2 separate regions of the Danio rerio genome follow, and region 2 is linked to region 1. The links are chromatin contacts, called in public Micro-C maps. All regions are on one chromosome and are shown on one strand. Each heading gives the region's core, a stretch centred on a gene start, on an enhancer-like site or on the middle of the called end of the contact. The rest is flanking DNA. Distances are from core to core; before and after follow the strand shown.

Evidence for each region. A called contact is a pair of places that touch in the nucleus more often than the background predicts.
Region 2: a contact with region 1 is called in a Micro-C map of caudal fin, with 3 times the contacts expected there. The contact joins the promoter of timm23a here to the promoter of tepsin in region 1. A contact is called at or near these places in 2 of 18 Hi-C or Micro-C datasets (caudal fin and hematopoietic stem cells).

The regions. Positions count from the first base shown.
Region 1 is chr12:36,733,515-36,740,504 of GRCz12tu, reverse strand. tepsin (TEPSIN adaptor related protein complex 4 accessory protein) reads right to left here and starts at 3,739. Exons shown (of 13, transcript XM_001919649.7): 1 at 3,595-3,739; 2 at 831-903; 3 at 648-739; 4 at 415-508. The coding sequence starts at 3,633. It overlaps ndufaf8 (NADH:ubiquinone oxidoreductase complex assembly factor 8), which reads left to right and starts at 4,076. Exons shown (of 3, transcript NM_001303010.1): 1 at 4,076-4,332; 2 at 4,780-4,890; 3 at 6,324-6,487. The coding sequence starts at 4,252. The coding sequence ends at 6,344.
Region 2 is chr12:36,953,949-36,960,938 of GRCz12tu, reverse strand. It overlaps timm23a (translocase of inner mitochondrial membrane 23 homolog a (yeast)), which reads right to left and starts at 3,946. Exons shown (of 7, transcript NM_001105598.1): 1 at 3,596-3,946; 2 at 3,420-3,478; 3 at 2,401-2,494; 4 at 2,244-2,328; 5 at 80-138. The coding sequence starts at 3,701. The region is part of intron 1 of syt15 (synaptotagmin XV); the gene reads right to left.

The DNA of each region.
Region 1 (6,990 bases), core at 2,490-4,989:
AAGAAAATAAATTAATGAATGACACCATCCTCTTAATTCTCATGCTCTTCTAAAATGGGATGGTGGGCCAAATCAAAGGTTACCATAGGCCAACTTTGGCCCAAAGGCCCTAGTTTGGGCATCTCTGGTATGGAATCATTTGCTATATGCCCTTAATGTCATTGTATTGTTTACAAGTTTTATTACTTATGTATATTTTTAGACCACATTTTATGTACAATTGTATATATTGTAAATTTTCTTTTTTTTAAACTCTACGTTTTATATTAATGTTAGGCACCTTGGGTCTGAGAGCAACGTAATTTCGATTCTCTGTATGTCCTGTACATGTGACTGAATTGACAATAAAGCTGACTTTGACTTTGACTATACTGTCTTTTTTCCCTTTATCTTGAATAGTTTGAACCTGCTTACCAATAACTTCTTGTATAAATGTAGCATTTCGCCGTAGCTCTGTGAGGAAGTGAGGTGGTCCATGGCCACATACATGCAGGAGAATCTTCAGAACCTGAGACAGGATTAATAAAGACAGCATAATAAACACCAGAATTTAAAAACACTTAAGAGCTCAACAAAAGAATGTAATGATTTTAAACATACTTTTGGTAACCATAAAAGAAAACACTGAGCTTGTTTCATTATTTTACCTTAAGTTTAACATGGCACGACTCCACCTGTAGTCTCTCCAAAAGGTACTCCAAAAGACACTGGCAGCAGCCCACTGACTCATGGGAAATTTCTGAAATCATGACAGTCAAGGTCCACTGATGGCAAAGCATTCATTATTCTGCCGTACTCAGTTCTCTTCCGCAATGCCACAAAAAGGATACTGCTGATTTCCTCGAAGAGATAGCCAGGACAGGGCGATTCGTCATCTGATGTTGCTCGCATAAGCGTTGGCACCTGAGATATGCACACAAAAAAAAGAGCTGAGCAAATCTCTCCTCCAGCAACATTCATTTTTAAACCACTGTACATAGATAACAAGGTCAGTGTCCTTCAGGCAAACTGAAATAAAGATCCTTGATTGAGGTTTAAACTGGAGACATTTAGAATATATATATATGGTGAAGATGGTGGCACAGTGGGTAGCACTGTCGCCTCACAGCAAGAAGGTCGCTGGTTCAAGCCTCGGCTGGGTCAGTTGGCATTTCTGTGAGGAGTTTGCATGCTCTCCCTGTGTTCACGTGGGTTTCCTCCAGGTGCTTCGGTTTCCCCCACAAGTCCAAAGACATGCACTACAGGTGAATTGGGTAAGCTAAATTGTCCATAGTATGTATGTGTGTGATGAGAGTATTGGTGTTTCCCAGTGATGGGTTGCAGCTGGAAAGGCATCCACTGCATAAAACTTGTGCTGGATAAGTTGCCAGTTCCTTCCACTGTGGCGACCTCTGAATAATAAAGGTACTAAGCAAATAAAAAAAAAAATTGAATGAATGAATGAATGAATAGGGTGAAGACACACTATAATATATTCAATATGCACTTATCTGTTTATTTAGAACAACAGACCATTTTGAGGGATGTAAACGATACCAAGGGTCCACATATTTCCTGTTTTACGTTTTTACTTCCCACAGCTTCCAATAATTAAAGTTCTGCATATTGATAAATAATGTTATGATAGCTGTTTTAACATTAAGTTATGACTGAATTGCCTTTTGTTACAGATATGAAATAGTTTGACAGCAAGCAAGAAATGTTTGTGGGCTGATGACATGCCCACATTGAAATGGTCTATATATTCATAGGGATACACTGATATGGAAGTTTTGCCAAATATCGATAACTACAGTAATCAACGTTTGAAGTGAATCAAAACCTATCATCAAAGTTGTCCTAAAACTATTTAACAACACTCTTGCCTTAAGACAATTTTGAATTACATTTTTAATCCACTTTAATTGTTGACTACTGTATTTATATCTGAAAGACGATAACTGAAGACAGGAAAATAGATAAAAATATCGATATACATTTTAAGTCTGATTATAAAAACAAAATGCAAACAAATGAAGTGGAGAACCAATCTCTGTGGCAGGAGATCGTGTTGCTGTGGTTCTACCCTTCGACCACCACCCGTTCCACAATGCACCCGCCCCTTACGGCTCCCCCTGCAAGTGCTGGGCCTGGAGGACGATGGTCCTACGTCGCTCCTTCGGGGAAAGCCCGGTCGGGCTCGTATACAATGTTGTTCTGTTGGCTTCATCGAACATAGACCTTCAGCATGCACTGGGGTGGTTTGCTTGCCAGTGTGACACGGCTGAGATGAGAATCAGCACCTCCAAGTCCAAGGCCATGGTGCTCCACCGGAAAAAGGTGGTTTACCATATCCATGTTGGTGGTAAGTCCTTACCCCAAGTGGAGGAGTTCAAGTTTCTGGGGTTTTGTTCACGAGTGAGGGAAGGATAGAAGGTGAGATTGACGGGCGGATTGGTGCAGCGGCAGCAGTAATGCAGTTGATGTATCAAGTCTGTTGTGGTAACGAAGAGGCTGAGCCGAAAGGCAAAGCTCTCGATTTACTGGTCAAACTATGTTCCTACTCTCACCTATGGTCATGAGGTTTGGGTCATGACTGAAAGGTAAAGATCTCAGATGCAAACGGCCAAAACGAGTTTCCTTAGCAGGGTGGCTCTTAGAGATAGGGTGAGGAGCTCTGTCACCCGAAAGGAGCTTAGAGTAGAGCCACTGCTCCTCCACATCGAGAGAGGTCAGCTGAGGTGGCTCGGGCATCTGTTTCGGATGCCTCCTGCATGCCTATCTAGGGAGGTGTTCTAGGCATGTCCCACAGGGAGGAGGCCTAGAAGAAGACCCAGGACATGCTGGAGGGACTATATCTCCTGGCTGGCCTGGAAACACCTCAGGATCACCTGAGGATCCCCTCAGAGGAGCAGGAGGAATGTCAGAATAGAAAGAAGTCTGAGGTTCTCTCCTAAGACTGCTGCCCCCGCTACCCGGCCCCAGAAAAATGAATGAAAATGAGATGAGAAATGGGGATGGACAAGTTATTTTATTTTAAAACTGTAACTGCAGAAAACGCCCAGCAGTACACACCAGAAGAAATAATAAACCCTAATTCATCTACTGATTATATATTTTTTTATAAAGCTATTAATAACAATATCAGTAAAAATGAGCATTTATCAACCAATACTAATTATTACTATTAATTATAAATACGAATTACTTTCTGAATCCTCTTACATTTTCAGTACAGTCAGTACCCATACCATAAATGTTCTATGGCAATACTGAGGTTACTTTAATGTAACGTAGAGTATTAATATGACACTAATGTAACAAACAGTTTTAGTATTACCCTGGTTTTACCACAGACCATTTGCACTTGTGTCATTACTATGGTACATGTCAAAAATACCATAGTAGTAAGTACCACAACACTGTCCAAAACACCATGGCATATTTGATTGTACATTTCCAGCGTCTACAAACATAAATATCAATCATTTGTACATGTAAACAGTGTAGTGACCACATATATCGCCAGATATTGAATAAACAACGTAAGGAATGACGTTTGGCGATAGCGACAGCTGAAATGACGTTATTTTGCCCGGTGTCGCGGATACGTACTTTTTGTAGGAAGACCAACCGTTCCAGTATTGAAACCATGATGGAGCAGTCTGTGTTTTTTCGCCTGGCTGTGTACCATTTCTCAGAGGGCGGATGACCGTGCAGGTCCTGCCTGCGAGAATCTCCGCACAAACCACAGGAAACCTCAGTTTAGCTCAGACACTCTCGTTTGACACAGCGAGGTCAGAGTTGTGAGTCGACTCTTTTAGTTGAATCAGTTCGACTAGGTTGCTTATTTAAAATGAGCTGTTCAATGGAACCGATTCACTGACATGAACCGTAGATACTAAAATGCACGTGACTAAACGCGGACGTGAAACTGGGGTGGATTTCGTGAACATCCTGAAAAAGTCTTTGAAGTCTGCGTCCTTGCTATTGGCTGCTCACCATACGTAGAAAACTATGACCAATCATAAACCAGCGACATGTTTTCTGGTTCAGAAGTAGCGCTGTGATTGACCAGATTCTCCTCAGTGGGAGGGTTTACACGCGCTGTCTCAGAGGTCACCAGCATGGCGCTGTCCATGTTCAATATACACTCTGCTTACATCTCCATGACTTTTGTGAATAACTGACTGACACAGTGATTTAAAATGATTTAATCCTAGCAAAATTCGATTCTGCTGGTCCATAAAAGGATTATTTATTTCTTGAACTATGTCGGGTTCAAATGTTTGGACTCGCAGCAGAGCGAGAATGAGACTCTTCCCAGAGCTGATGGCTCAGTGCTCAGGAGAGGTACATTTACATTTATTTATTTATATATATATATATATATATATATATATATATATATATATATATATATATATATATATATTTATTTATTTATTTATTTATGCACATGTACACTGTAAATACACACAAACACACAATTTGACAACTTCCCTGTGTGTTTGAATTAAAAAAAAATGGCCTGCACAATACACGTTTTAAGTTAAGAAATCGATAATTGGTGGAATAATGATCATTATTTTCAATCACACCAAATAACTTAATTTCTTATTTGACCAATTGTAATTTTCTGAAAACAAATTCTCTAAATAACAGTTGTTGTTTTAATATATAACCAATGTTATCAAACCTTTACTGAATAAAACAAATAATAACATTTCACTCAAACCCACACCTAATAAACAAATCCTGAAAAATAAAATATTATATTAAACTAAATTATGTTAATAGGCCACTGCTTATGGGAAATGTGTAGCCGCCACAACCACTGGCAAACAGGAGCTGACCAGAAACATGTGCGTCAAAGAATTTGAAGCACTGAAAAGCTGTTTTCAATCTGCTGTGAGTGATTTCCTTTCTTACATTTTCTTCTTTTGTATTACTATCGAGCAAGATAATAACTGTGTTTCATTCATGACATGGCTAATCATAAACTATATATATATATATATATATATATATATATATATATATATATATATATATATATATATATATATATATATATATTAGTGGTGTATTGGATCCCAAATCTAAGGATTCGGATCACATCGTTTTTTAGTCATGGATTGGACCATTTTTTCTGATCAGCCAAGAAGGGGAGACAAATGTAATTTGCTTCCCATTTATTACAAAAACAGCACTGCAAGACACTTTTGGTTTTAACAAACAAAACTCAGAACCTATAATTTTATTAAAAATATAATGAAGAAATAATCAGCTGAATAAAAATAAATTGTAAAATATTCAGTACTGTGAACAATTCAGTTTCTACTACTGTTGCTGATGACTCTAAAAGTATAAATCTAACATTATAATTCGGACAATCCATATTTATTTTTAGTCTAATTTTCGAATAATGATTCAGTTATTCACTTGTAAATCTTCATGTTTCATTGCTGGATGCATCATTTTTGAAGAATTACTGAGTGGCATATTATTGATGCCTGGTTGTCGCCACCTATTGATTTAAATAATGTAATTGCTGCCTACAACTTTCATTTTTGAGCGTCATTAATGATGGTGATTTTAATCTCTACCATAAACATCAGTGATTTTATCCAAACTTTAAACTGTTATTCCAGTACTTCGGTGTTATTTTACTGTTTGAAACTAACTCAAAGACTAAATACTCAATCTCTTTCTTGATTTTCGCGTTTTCAGATTTGAATGCAGCTATTCGAATGAATATATGCAAATCACCATTATTTATAATAAATATTGCGTGGGTGTTAAGATCCCGATCTTTCAATGATTAATCGTGCAGCTTACACTGAATGCATCGATGCAGGCTAAACATGAAGTGACAGAAAACACTTTTAATAAACTGAAAAACCCACCACATCCCGAATAACCCACCACAACTTAGTCCATCTTCGTTATATTTTACAGAAAAGCCTAAATGCTTTCATACATGTGATTTGAATGACGTGAGACGCTAGATCTCTCTGTGATAATTTAAAATTTTGGATTAATCTACCAGTAAAAAACACATTAATCCATGGATCATGTGTGTTCCGAACCGTGTGTTGTGATCCTTATGAATCACGGATTAACTGTGATCTGTTACACCCCTAATATTTAAATATGACATGTTTAGGATGATGCTGTTTTTTAAACGTGTTTTGATATGTTATTTTGATTATACAAGTTATTTGAATCAATAAAGTTGCTCTACTGCCATTTTAGATGCTATGTATTTATATATATCATAAACTTAATCTGATACAGATGTCAAAATGGGACAATAACTAATTGTTTCTCATTTTTTGCAGGCGAAAAAAGCAGTAAAGTGAAGAATATTATGTTGGAGATTATTATAATTTCCCAGTGAACCATTTCTCTGTTAATATGCATGACTGTACTGTACAATAATGTCTCAAAACAATAACTCCATTGTGTACAAATCTATAATAAAGTCTCTTTTTTATATATAAAATCTCTAATAATAATGTTTTTTCTTCAGACATAGAACATAACATACAGAGGCAGTTTGGCCTGAATTATTTCACCGTCTGCATCCATTACCCTCCCCTTTCCACAAATCAATATACCAGAATGAGGATAAAAGAGCCTGACTAATGATAAGCAGACATTCGCTGTTGTTCAGAGTGTGTAATTGATGAGGGAGAAATGAGATATGAGGTGCTACATGATGGGTGGTCATTATGACGCTCTTGACCGTCACACGATTCCACCTTCAAATCTGGACTCGCTCCTAAAATCCAAAATGGCGGTTTTAGGGGGTTTGTTTCCAATCAAACAAAAGCCGGCCGAAACATGAAAGGCCGACTGATTAATGTGTATCCGTGGGGTGTACGTCAATGGCACCACAAAAGATTATGGGCTCCTAGTCGTCTCGTATGGAATGTAAAGCCGTGCCACTGTTAAATACACCCTTCCTGCGCAACCTGAACCCTCATTAGCCACATGTTAATTGAT
Region 2 (6,990 bases), core at 2,697-5,196, 220 kb before region 1:
TTTATTAAACAAATCTCTCTAACAAATGATATGACTGGTTGTGATATTTATTTTATAAGATTCTTTGAAAGCATCTCACCTACTGATCCTAGTGTGTTGGCCCACGATGCCCCTTGTCGTGTGACCATGTTCAAAATCCTGGCAGAACATTAAAAAATTCAATATGAGTAAAATTATAAAGTTTTTAAGTCAAATAATTTTAGTGAAAGTTAATAGGAAAGTTAATAGTACAAGGAATAAATATTACTCCTACATTCATAAACAAAAACAAATATATGTGTGTTTCAGGGTACAGTGTTCACAGTAGGTGGTTGCACAGGCAAGTCAACTGGTTGAATTTAATGCTCTGTCATGACGCTTTTTGACTAACATCGACTAGTTGCAGTGCACAGATCACATGGTTTTTGACCTGAACTAAATGGCAGCTTTACACACGAAAGTGGTTTACTGAATGAAATTGCCCTCAGAACATTGCCATTTAAAAGTTATTTTTCTTATGATAGCGTCAATGATTCCCAAGAACTTTGAATGAACTTTAGATCGCCAAACAGGTGTCAGCCAGTCCCATGCAAATGTCCAATAGCAGATGCTAGCCAATCATGTTTTACGAAACGTTGGAAAAGAAATGCGATTGGCTGTTGTCCTCTTTAAAGCATAGACACTCACAAAAAAAGGCCGTACTTCAGCAAGATTTTGAGCAGCTTTTTTGGCTCGCACTAAAATATTATTACTTTTCTAAAAAGTATGGGCATTGATCACGGTGTTGACTGCAATTTTTAGCACTAAAACAAGCCTGTGCTAAAGTTCAATCATTATGAAAGTGTTGAGAATCAAACAACGTGAATATATTTGTTCTGCAAATAAATTGCTAATTGTGGCGTTTTGCTAAATATTTGCATCTTGTGAATTATTGGTGACATCACCAGGGACTAGTCGACATCAACTTAACTTTAATAACATAAAGTTGACTTCGAAAAATTGATGTTGCTCAACGCCTTGTTTACAGGTGATAAGCTACTTTAAGTAAAGTTTTCAGCAACAAGCCACCTCTCAAAAGCTCTAGCAAAGCTTGTTTTGGTAATGGTTAAGTTTTTGTTGTAGCTTATGCAGTTTGCCAAAAGCATAAAAAAAAAGAAAGCTCTCTCTCTCTCTCTCTCTCTCTCTCTCTCTCTATATATATATATATATATATATATATATATATATATATATATATATATATATATATATATATAGACACACACACACACACACACACATACATAGTTGAAGTCAGAATTATTGCTTATTTTTTTACCCAATATCTGTTTAACAGAGCAGATTTTTTTCAACAAATTTCTAAACATAATAGTTTTAATAACTCATTTCTAATAACTGATTTATTTTATCTTTGCCATGATGACAGTAAATTATATTTTACTAGATATTTTTCAAGACACTTCTATACAGCTTAAAGTGAAATTTAAAGGCTTAACTGATTAATAAGGTTAACTAGGCAGGTTAGGGTAATTAGGCAAGTTATTGTATAATGATAGTTTGTTCTGTAGACAGTTAAAAAAAGCTTAAAGGGACTAATCATTTTGGCCTTTAACAGGTTCATAAAAATTTAAAAAACTTTTTTTAAAAAGCTTTTATTCTAGCCGAAATAAAACAAATAAGACTTTCTCCAGAAGACAAAATATTATCAAACATACCGTGAAAATTTCCTTGCTCTGTTTAACATCATTTGAGAAATATTTAAAAAAGAAAAAAAAAATCAAGGGGGCTAATAATTTTGACTTCAACTGTATATATAAATACACACACACACACACAAACACACACACACGCGCACGTGCACACGCGATGTCACTATTTTCACAAAAACATCTTTTTGTAATTAACTAAGACAATAAATTAACAAATTGTAATTAACAAAGTGGTAAGTTTTCAAAAACGTGCACTTGTAAACACGTGTTTCACAAAATTTGTGTTATCATAATTCAGTTTCTGTGTAAATGCACACATGTTGTGCTTGCTAAATAAATAAAAAAAGCTGTTCATCGCACATTATGTACATGGCAGCATACATGAACATTAAATTTGAATAATAATGCTGCCTCTTATCAGCATTATATCAACCCCTGATAAAAAAAATACATAAAAAAGACTTAAATTGATCTTCATTTCGAATGTAATCTTCATTTTAGTTCATCTAATATTCTAATCTAATAATTTCTAAATATTTTGGAATTCACACTTACTGTACATTTCTGGGTTTTGACCATGGCATGTCTCTAGTTTCTGACAGGCCCATACGGAGACCATTGAGTGTCCCAAAAGCAGCTCCTTTAAAGAAACAAGCACCAGTTAAAATGAATAAAGACAAACGGTTGATCAAGACTACAAAAAAGGTCTTACCTGTTATACAACATCCACCAATGGTGAAGAAGGCCAGCTCAAAGCGACCACGAGTTTTATTTGCCCCAGTTGGCAAGATGAACTCATCAGTGTCCTGTGACAGCAGGAAGAAAAGGATTGCTTTCTTAAATGGAAGGTTTTTGAATTTACTATAATTCCAATTTGATATAATCAATAGTAAAAGATACATGTCCCAAATTAATTGAGCATTGCAAAACAGCTTTAAAAGGTGACTTTATAAAACTAAAATATTCAAAAGAAACAGAAGTGGAATTTTATCATCATACAGAAAAGTACATGTATTATAAAAATACATAAAACATTTATTCAGAACTCTGTTTACCAAAATACATAAAACAACACTTGATATTACTAAATTGTATTATATTTTAAACTTTTAAAGACAATGTATAACTAACACAAGTAAAACCTAGTGTCTTGAAACAATGGCAAATTATAAAGATTTGAAATAACCAATCTGTAGTTTTTTACTACACATTAGTCCTAAAAACAAAGTATTTCAATGTGTCATAAAATGATTGTAGTTTAAATATGCAACAATTATTTGACATTATAATATCATATTTGTATTATACCTAATTCCATTTTAGCGGGTGTCTGTAAATATTGAGGTAAGTTTGTCTTATGTTTGCACATTTGTTCAGTGACAACTTGTGACATGCTTCCTATGTTGTTAATATGGCAAACTTTAATAACTGGTTTTAATAATAACAATAAAAAACTATCTAGAAAACAACATTTTGCATAAATGTCAGAACTTGTAATAATTACATACAATGTATTGATCTTAGTTTATGTAGGACAAAACAATGTTGTTGTTTTTTTGTGACATTTGACTTACTGTTTCCCTAGAAAACATTAGATATAGTATTGATTTTATTGACAGTTAACCCCTTAATTCAGCTAATTAAGGCTTTAATTGGCTAGAGGATGTTTTATGAATTAGATCAAACGCTTGTAATAGACTTTTATGAATCTGTGGCCTTCCAGAACCTCACCTGTATGAGGTAACGAGGGTCAACATTGAGGTATGGGGAAAGAGGACTCATTCCAGTCACTGTGAATAAAGGGTAACAACCATTCAAGTTACACGGTATCAGAAAAGAATACTTCATAAACATATTCAGGTTATATTGGCTAACATTAGGTTAAACTTTAAACACCGAACACTTACACGGTACTCCTGAAAGCTCAGTGTTTGAATACTCAGGGGTTCCTCCACCAAAAATGCTCCCGAGTCCTCCTTTAAATCCTCCCGGTGGCGGTGTGTTGTTATCCATGTTTTCGGAGATTCACTTATACAGTTAATACCGCTTCGCTGATTACAATTCTTCCTTACTGACCCGCGTCAAACTAATGGAGACTATCCACACAAAATCTCTTCACCGACAGCCTTGTGTTCAATAATGTCTGATGTAAATCCGCATAGATGACACTATGTCGAGTTATCAAACGCTGATGTTTAATAATTAAAGTTTTTATTCTCTGACGAAGCGTTTCTACATCTCTGACCTCCACATGCTACCCTGCCGCAAACCGAAAGGACACCACTGACGTAACACTGCCGTAAAGTTACTCGCGTGATTACAGAACAGTAAAATAAACGCGTATCACATATAGATTAAATAAAACATAATGTGTCATTGTAAATTATGCTGTCAAATTATGTTGTTTTTATTTATATGACCTGTAAAGACACGGTATTCACCAGTTAGTTAAAGAACCTTTTGCGACCAACCGTGTTTTGTGACGTAAGGGATGAGGAAAGATCTACAAACATAAACAGGCATTTTTGTCTTGATAAGAAGTTGGAAAATGAAGCTTATATTATCAATCTTTTGATTATACTCACTGTTTCATATCCATCAATATAAATTCACCAGTCAGAACCTTTTTTTTCTAAATTAAGGAACTATATATTTATATAAACACCATTGAGGAGAGTACAAACAAACTAAGCTGTAAAAACACATTTAACTTATTGTGAATTAGTAAGGCCCAGCATTATTTGTAAAATTAGTTCTTTTAGTTATTATTTTATGTCTTGGTTTTACTTTTTGAATATATGTATTAATATTTGTCTTAATATTCTCTTCATATCTTTTTTACTACATGTACACTCCTAGCATTGTTCTGTAGGTTGTTCATGCATTAATAAAATATATTTGTTTTAAAAGCAGAGGTTAAAATGTGCTTCTATGCTCATTGACAGAGGTAACATCAACCGGACTGCAAATAATTCAAAATGAAAATAAAATGATAGTAATATTAAAAATTAAAAGCATTTGAAACTTTTTACTTTTTTTTTCTTCCTCTTATTATCATCATCATCATTATAATTGATATAAAAATGTTAATGGTGCGTTATTGCAAACAATGACCCTTTTAGCTCCATTAAATGTAAACTGGAAACTGTTATAATAGGCATAATACGTATTTTTCTTCAGGATTCTTTGATGTAGGATGTTTAACAAACGACATTTTTTGAAACAGAATCTTCTGCATCATTATCAATGCATTTTCTGTCACTTCTGTGTGTCTTAAAAAAAAGCCTTTTATTCAGATAAGTAAACAAAACATTTGAATGGTAGTCTATCATAGCTTTCAGAAAAAGCCAGACAGTATACTGATCTGCTGATTACACAACATTCTGCAACTAAACTCGTTTTGTCGAGCTTTAAAACAGGAAATAGAGACCCTACAAAGATAGGTAAACAGAGGTTGATGCTATATGGGATATGGATGGGGCCAGAAGTTAACGAGAATTATTTATATTATTTTATGAAATTTCTATTTTATTGTATTTTATTAACGTCTACCCCCACACCCACCCCAACCCTAAACCAACTGTTACAGTATTGTAAAAACAGTAGTTGTAACAAGTATTATTTATGTTATCTATTAAATTACCCAATAAACTTTATTATTTATTACCTACCCCCACCTCAACCCTAAACCCAACCGTCACAGTACTGTAAAACTATTGTTATACAGTGTCAGTAAAAAAATGCTGCAATATTATTGTGCATATCGCACTTCCGGCTGGCCGCGAATCTGATCTAGACTTTACCTTAAACAGATCATTCATGAGTTTTCATTCATTTTCTTTTCGGCTTAGTCCCTTTATCAATCTGGGGTCCCCATAGCGGAAAGGGCCGCCAACTTATCCAGCACGATTTTATGCAGCAGATGCCCTTCCAACCACAACCCATCTCTGGGAAACATCCACACACACTCAATCACACACATACACTACGGACAATTTTGCCTACTCGATTCACCTTTACCGGAAACCGGAGCACCCGGAGGAAATCCCACACGAACGCAGGGAGAACAAGCAAACTCCACACAGAAACCCCAACTGACCCAGCCGAGGCTTGAACCAGCGACCTTCTTGCTGTGATGCGACAGCATTACCTACTGCGCCACTGTGTCGCCACTCATGAATTTTCATTAAAATAAAAAGACATATCAGTATATCTGTAGGCAGTGTTGGGAAAAGTTACTTTAAAAAGTAATGCATTACAATATTGCGTTACACCCCAAAAAAGTGATTAGTTGCGTTACTTAGTTACTTTTTAAGGTAAGAAATGTGTTACATATTTTTACAATCACTTTCAGAACTTACAGAGTTTTTTCTTATTTTTGTAATAAACAAGCTCTGCAATTAACAACACACTATATAACCTTCATTTACCTTTAAAAAAAAAAACTAATTTTGGGTAATATTATCATCTAAGAACTTTCTGACCCCAGAGCTATACATCACTTATATAAAGATTAACGAATGTTTAAAGCAATGCGTTTGCTACTTTTATTTTGTTGTCTTATAAATTCAGTAAAATCACAGTCCATTCAGATAATCCCCTTTTCTTTTTCTTCCATGTATTCAAAATAATAAATATGTCTATAGCAGAGATGTAATGTTCTGCTGTTTTCCTTCCTGCATTCTCCCATTGTGTGTGGGATTCAACGCGACTACACTCATTTTAATTCAGCAATATATTTTTTAAAAGCGAATTAACTAAACTAACTTCTCTAATCAGCTATTTCAGATGTTAGTGTAGGTGAAACTACAAACTATGAGAATAATTTGATTTTATTTTCAAGGTGAATATAGATAAAAACCCCTATTTTACGAACAAGTCTTGTGAACATGATGATCGGTTGCTCTAGATCTGCCGCATTCAGACTTTTTTTTTCTAATAGAATGATTGGTATAATTACACATTAACAATAGTTTGAACTGTTATATGGGTGGTCAAATGAGTATTAATGTTATCTATTATTTTATTATTAACATTATTATTTAAAATGCAGATCAAAGTGAAATATTTATCAGTATTAAACAACTGACCCACCATACAACTTGTTTTGACCTATTTCAGGGGGTGATCGAGCGTTAATTACGGGGCGTCAATCCCCCCAAACGCCCTGTAATTGGGAATATGCACAGCTAGTGTTTCTTCCTATACTGATAAACTTCCAGTGAATGGTCAATGTGTCTTTCTTCCATTTTATACAGTTCCTTTTACAGCATCAGTGTTGTAATGTAAATAAAATATAATC